2 separate regions of the Mus musculus genome follow, and region 1 is linked to region 2. The links are chromatin contacts, called in public promoter capture Hi-C maps. All regions are on one chromosome and are shown on one strand. Each heading gives the region's core, a stretch centred on a gene start, on an enhancer-like site or on the middle of the called end of the contact. The rest is flanking DNA. Distances are from core to core; before and after follow the strand shown. Region 1 holds the start of Sox14 (SRY (sex determining region Y)-box 14). Region 2 holds the start of Armc8 (armadillo repeat containing 8).

Region 1 (3,066 bases), core at 368-2,867, 310 kb after region 2:
GAAAGGAAAAAATATATATATACGCATATTCTAGATATAATACCAGGATCTGGGAGTTCCGAGTCCAAAGCCTATCCGCGGACAGTGAGGGGGACGTAAATAAAGCAAAACTGCCTACTTTTTTTTTTGTCCAAAGGGGGTACAGTCGAGACTTGCTTTGGGAGAGTCGGGAGAGGGGAAGAAGATGTGTAGCTTTCTAAATGTTTGCAAATTTCTGGCACCAGTCTGTGCCTTGGGTCCAGGATGATGGCCCTTCCCTTCCCCCCTGGAAGAGAGAGGCAGAGTCTGGGGTGGGCAAGGGGCAGCGGCAGGCCTGACCCAGAGGCATCTGCGGGCCAGACTAGGTGCAAAGGAAAGGATTCAGATCTCTGCTTCCACGCTACCCATCAGGTCCGGGCCAAGCTTGGGGTTACATGGCCGTAGCGTGGGCTGACGAATAAGGGTCTATGCCAGTCTTGGTCATGCCTGGGAAGAGGATGTAGGCGACAGGGGGCTGCAGGGTGGAGGCAGACCAGGCGGTACAGTTACAGGGCACCACGTAGCCCGGGTTGGTGGGGGACGGGTGCGTGTGCGTGTGCTGGCTGGGGCAGCTGAGACTGCCGAAGGCGCCGTTCTGATAGCCCAGGGTGGACGCGTAGGGCAGCGCGCTGGTGGCCAACGTGTGGGGCACTTCACCCATCTTCTGGATGGCACTGGAACTAAATTGCGCAGGGTCCAGCAGGGAGTAAGGTGCCGAGGCAGGCGGCAAGAAGGCCCGGGCTTTCTCGGGCGCGCTCAGGAGGCCGTCGGAAGCCCCCACGGGCAGGCCGGCCGCCTTGAGCGGGTCCGTGTCGCCCAGGTAGGGCAGGGGGAAGACATACCTGTCCTTCTTGAGCAGGTTCTTCGGCTTGCGCCGCGGCCGGTACTTGTAGTCAGGGTGCTCCTTCATGTGTTGGGCGCGCAGCCTTTTGGCTTCATCGATGTAAGGCCGCTTCTCTGCCTCGGACAGGAGCTTCCATTCGGCGCCCAGGCGTTTGCTGATCTCCGAGTTGTGCATCTTGGGATTTTCCTGGGCCATCTTGCGCCGCTGGCCCCGGGACCATACCATGAAGGCATTCATGGGCCGCTTGATGTGGTCTGAAGGTTTGGACATGGTCCCGGCGAGGCGGGCGGGGGCGGGGAATGCAGGGGCTCTGCGGGCGAGCCTGGGCGCGGTTGGCCGTCTGTCTTTCTGTCCGTCCTGAGCCCGGGACTCTGAACTCCCCTCGTCTCGGAGCCGCAGAGGGGAAATCAGAGAGAAGAGCTGACCCTGCAAAGTTTTCAACTGATCATGCCAGTCCCAGCCCCCAGGCAGCCCCCAGGGGGCCGAAGGGTAGGAAGGGCAGCGGGGATGAGAGGGCGCTCGGCCTGGAGTCTGTGGGCACCAGAGATTGGGGCCCAAGTACCAGAGTCTTGGGATTAAGTGGCTAGGTAATTTTCTGGCAAGGGCAGGAGATTCCTCCTTCGCTCCCTCTTCACCTTCGCCTTCTCTCCTTCCCGTCTCTCCCCTGGCTTCTCTGGCCGTGGCTCCCCCCCTCCCGTGGTTTCCGGGCGCTGCTTTGCCTAGCACTGCACCTGGCCGAGAATGCGGGGAGGCTGGTGAACTGCAGCCAAAAGCGGCGAAGTTCAAAGGCGAGGTGGGCCGGGACCGCACGCACTCTGACATAAGCGCGGGGCGGCGACTCCCCAACCTGGGCTCCAATCAGCAGCAGGGAAGGCGAGGGGGCGCACCTGCCAACTCGCGAGTAGTGGAAACCCGGAGCGTCCCTGATGGGGGCGGGGAGAGGTATGAGGGACAGAGAGACCGCCACCGCGAACAGAGCGGCTTGATAGCTCAGGATTCGGGGCGGGGGTTCACATTGTCTCTGGCACTGTCAAAAAATTAAAACTCTTCGTGACCCCTGTTTTTCTTCCCCAGTTGTTCAAAGGAGAACCGGTGCTTCTAATAATATAAAGACCCAGGAAGCTGTCAGCCAAGCCAGCAAGCCCAGAGCTCACGTAGATAAATAGGACAGTCCCGTCACCAAATGGGAAGACAGCACCCTCTACCCCCACCCCGCCCCCAACAACACACACTTGTCAAAGATCCTTGGGAGAGGAAAAGAATATATCAAACTCAGGCCAAAACCAAAATAAACTTTTCGCGCCAGAACATCTACGGTGCTTTGGTATCATTCTCCCAGGTTGGCTTTAGGCGGCGCCTCCACCTGTAATCCAGGACGCTCTGCGGAGCAGTTCTGGGTCCCTGGGGGTCGGAGCCAAGAGCTTTGAGCCGAGACCAGGATGCTTCATGCGGGCTTCGCAGAGGTTTAGAGTCCTGATTGGCAAGCCCTTAACACTCTTCACTTTGGGGGCCCTTGCCACTAGGACTCTTCACTTTGAGGGTTGAGTGTGGTAGGCAGAGGTCCATCCTGATTCTTATTCACCTATGTTATTATTATTAGGCGATTTAAAACTCGAAGCTTCCCTCAACGTCCAAACTGCAAGGGCAGAGGGAAGGCGGGGCTTGGGGACCTTCCTGGTCTCTCTTCTGCGCCTGCAGCGTGGAGCCTCAGGCTGTACCCTCTTAGCTAGGGTCAATTTTTCTCAGGGTGCCTTTTCCCACCCAGTGAGGATGGGGGCTCGTTTCTCGAGTCAGATGAGCATTCTTCGGGTAAAGAGGACGAAATAACCCGCCGAGCCAACCTGCGAGCCTGTTTTCTTTGAATAATTGCCTGGCCGATGCGAAATGCCCTTGGGGGAAATATTTATTAAATGGAAACCATTGTCCCGGGTCCTGAAGGACTGGAGTGTGTTCCAGACTTATTGGCTTTTGCGCTAGCCAGTCTCTCCCGGGAGGAGGACAGGCCGAAATGCCCACGGCGCAGTCGGCTACCAGAAGCTGCGAGTGGGGGTAGGTGGGCGGCAAGAAGGGAGGGCCTTTTTTTTTAATGTAGTGTGTTGTGTTTGAAGGAGAGAATTTATTTCCGCTTCCTATGATTGCAAAAACGTGGGGGCGGGGGGGGGGCGGGAAATCGGTCAGCTTTAGGGCTGTTCTTAACAGTGTTG
Region 2 (3,246 bases), core at 402-2,901:
TTATTCTCCCACTAAACATTCATGGACAATATAAAGTGAAATAATGAGCTAATGTGATCAGTAATTGGACAGAAAGTACTTCTCCAGTTGCAGTTTAAGTAAACAGTTTAGTAAGACGGATCTGGGGCTAGATTTGTTGACCGTCTTCCAAAATTGCATTTTGCACTGTAGAGTGACTTCTGTCTTTTTGGGTAGCCAGCATGGCTCTAACCAGCCCTGACTGGAGTGATGTACCTAGTGCCTTTGAACACAAAAGTGTGTTTGTGTGAGAGTCAGGGAAGAGGAAAGAAACCGGTTGGAGTTGCAAGACTATAGGGAATCTGACAAGCCATCTATAATCCAACTGCCATCTCGGTAAGTCTCCACAGGTCTAAAAGATGATTCTTTGCCCGCCTATTTCTTTACTTCCAACAACAACTGAATCATTGGTAGGCTCTATTTGGAGTCCAACTGCTAAAATCTGTGGTCAAACCTCCCAGAGTTATCTCCCAACAACACTCATTCTTGTTCATTTCATTCCTGGTCCTGTTTTTTGTTTTTGTTTGTTTGTTTAAAGGACATTATAGCGGAAGGCGAAAGTCGCCTTCTTTGCTTTTTGTTGTTTCTTTTTAATTTAAGAAAAAAAAAACCCTGATATTTCTTCTAGGTATATCAATACGTTCCCTTCTTTCAAATACTGGGGGAACCTATTCTTTTTCATTCCGACTTTTTGGTCCCTCCTAAAATGTTTTGCTCTCCCTAAAGAAAAATCAAACACCGGACATTAGAAACATAGTTTCTCTAGTCTCGGAGCCCGGACCTCAACAGCAGAGCACAGCAAAGCGGTTTAAATAACCATACACAATAGCGCGAGTTGCAGCTGATGTGAAAACCTCCATTGCCAAGAAGCAAGCGGTGTTGGCAGGTGCCCTGGTGGTAGGGACTTGACAGAAGACGCACAGCCCTGGTCTGGCAGCTCTGTGCTGTGGCAGCTTAAGAGTTCGCACCTCTTCTAGCCACAGCCCTGGAGAGCGAAGTGGACTCTAGGTTCCAGGCCTGTCCTGAACCCTCGCAGGCAGCGAGCTCCGTCCCGAGAAGCAACAGCGCAGGGAGGAAGACGGGAGAAGGCTCGGCCAAACCCAAGCCGCGCCCATGGGCCGGCTGCCTGGAGCCCGACCTCCCCGCCGGCCGAACGGCCGCCGTCCTGGGAACCCGCACCGGTGGGAGCTCTCGAGTAGGAGACGCCTCCGACTCGGCCCGGGTCGCGTGCATCCCAGCTGAGGCCACCGCAGTGGGTGGTGCTCGGGAGGCTCAGGGCGCCGGGGTAATGCTGTGGGCAGGACCGGGGTTGCCCCGCGCCGGGCGGGTCACTCACCGAGAGGACGCTCATGCGGATTGGGGTCTCCAACAGGCACGCCATCTTGAGCCTTCCCACCCGGCTGCTGCCGGCGCCGGCGCGCGGCCGGCACTTTCGACAGCCACCTATGTGACCTGCAGCCGGAGCCTCTGTAGAAAGCCCAGGCAAGCTGCCCAGAACAGACCGCGCCCCAGGCGTCGCTCGAGCACCGAAGGGGCTGGGCAGAAGGGCGAGGGATTGGGAAACCGCGCCGGACCCCGGCTTACGAATCGTCCTCTCAGAAACAGCAGCTACTCTCGGCTGGGGTCAGAGGTGGGCGCGGGCAGCGGCCTCCGCATGCGCAGAAGCCTGCCTGCCCCACCTTCCGCGGGTGGGGGGCGGAGCCTCACCCTGGCTCGACGAGCTGTCCGCACTCTTAAATTTCAGTTTACAGGTTTTCTTTCCTAACCGCTAGTAGGTGGAGTTACTATCTACGGAGTCTGAAGTTCACTTTCACATTCATTATCTCACTCTACACCATTCCCTAGTTTCAGTATTCTCTCCCTCTTAAAGCTGGAGAAACTGGTCTCAAAACTAGGTCTTCTGCCTGCAATGAAAATCGCCTCACGCTTCAACAGTTAACTATGACCTGCTTTATTTAGCGTTGCGTGCCCGACCCACTTACTCTGGTATATTGGTAAGAACGGGTTCTCCACAGCCAGGACGCCTGGATTTAATCCTAGCTGCTTTTCGTTAGTGCCAATATTTTGGAAAGGTTCTTAGCCTCTTTATATTTATTTCACTTCTCCCGACTGTAAAATAAGGACTAATGAGAATAAATGGCCCAATAAACAACAACAACAACAACAAAAATGCCTGGAATGTGGAAAGCCTTACGTTGTCTGTGTGTTAGAATTATTTCCAGCCTTTAGGTCAAATGGGGGATGGAGAATTAAACTATGTGAATGTTTCCTACTAAAATATTCTGAAAGTAAAGCCATCCCTAATTCAGGTTGTTACCTCAACTCCACTCACCTCCCAGTGCTCTTTAAGTAAAAGCATATCTCTCCCATTGTTTCTCATTTCCTCCTGTACTTTAATGTCTACATTTATTGTATCACTTATCACCCTTGCTTATAAGTCTCTTACAAAGTGTTGCACTTCTGAAAGCCTGGAAGTTTAAGAGAACCCTGGTGCTGTAGCGGTATATCCTAAGCTCTGTAACTACAGTCTTTCCCACTCTTTACACAGGAATTATTACTCATTCAGTAATTTTATTTAAAGCCAGATTGAGCCCATTTAAGATTGTTAGCCTTGTCCTAAATCAAGTCTGTGAAATCAAATGTGTTGTATTCTTTTTTATTCTAGTACATATTACCATTCATAAATACATTTAAATGTTCATCTGTCCACCCATGTAACACCTAAAATCACGTCCTAGTATGCCTGCTACAACCAGGCAAATTGTAATTGTATATAGCACACAAAAGCATTGACAATTGTACAATAGTCTCTATATGTGTGAGCTATACCTCACCCAGAAACTCGGGCAATACATCTTCTAGGAAACCCCTCCCTCGAGGAAGAACTAGGTGACTCTCCCAACTCCATATATTTTCTTTAAAATGATTTTTCATTTATTTATTTATTGTGTGTGTGTGTGTGTGTGTGTGTGTATGTGGATTCACACATGTCCTGGCCAGAGGACAGCTTAGGAAGCAGGTTCTCTCGTTTCATCTTAGAGGTCCAAGGATCAGAGTCAAATCATCAGATTTAGTGGCAAGAGGTTTTACATTTTGAAACATCTCCCCAGCCTGCATCATGATTCCTTAATTTCAGGCATCAGTATGTTCCTGTAACATAATATCTCTAACAATATATTGCTTTATATATGTGTGTTTGTGTATGTGTGTGTGTTGATTATAGAGGTT

Evidence for each region. Promoter capture Hi-C pulls out the DNA fragments that hold promoters and counts their contacts.
Region 1: a contact with region 2 is called in a promoter capture Hi-C map of stem cell-derived epiblast-like cells, with 2.9 times the contacts expected there. The contact joins the promoter of Sox14 here to the promoter of Armc8 in region 2.

The regions. Positions count from the first base shown.
Region 1 is chr9:99,874,553-99,877,618 of GRCm38.p6, forward strand. Sox14 (SRY (sex determining region Y)-box 14) reads right to left here and starts at 1,618. Exons shown (of 1, transcript NM_011440.1): 1 at 1-1,618. The coding sequence starts at 1,132. The coding sequence ends at 410.
Region 2 is chr9:99,567,248-99,570,493 of GRCm38.p6, forward strand. It overlaps Armc8 (armadillo repeat containing 8), which reads right to left and starts at 1,652. Exons shown (of 22, transcript NM_028768.3): 1 at 1,355-1,652. The coding sequence starts at 1,399.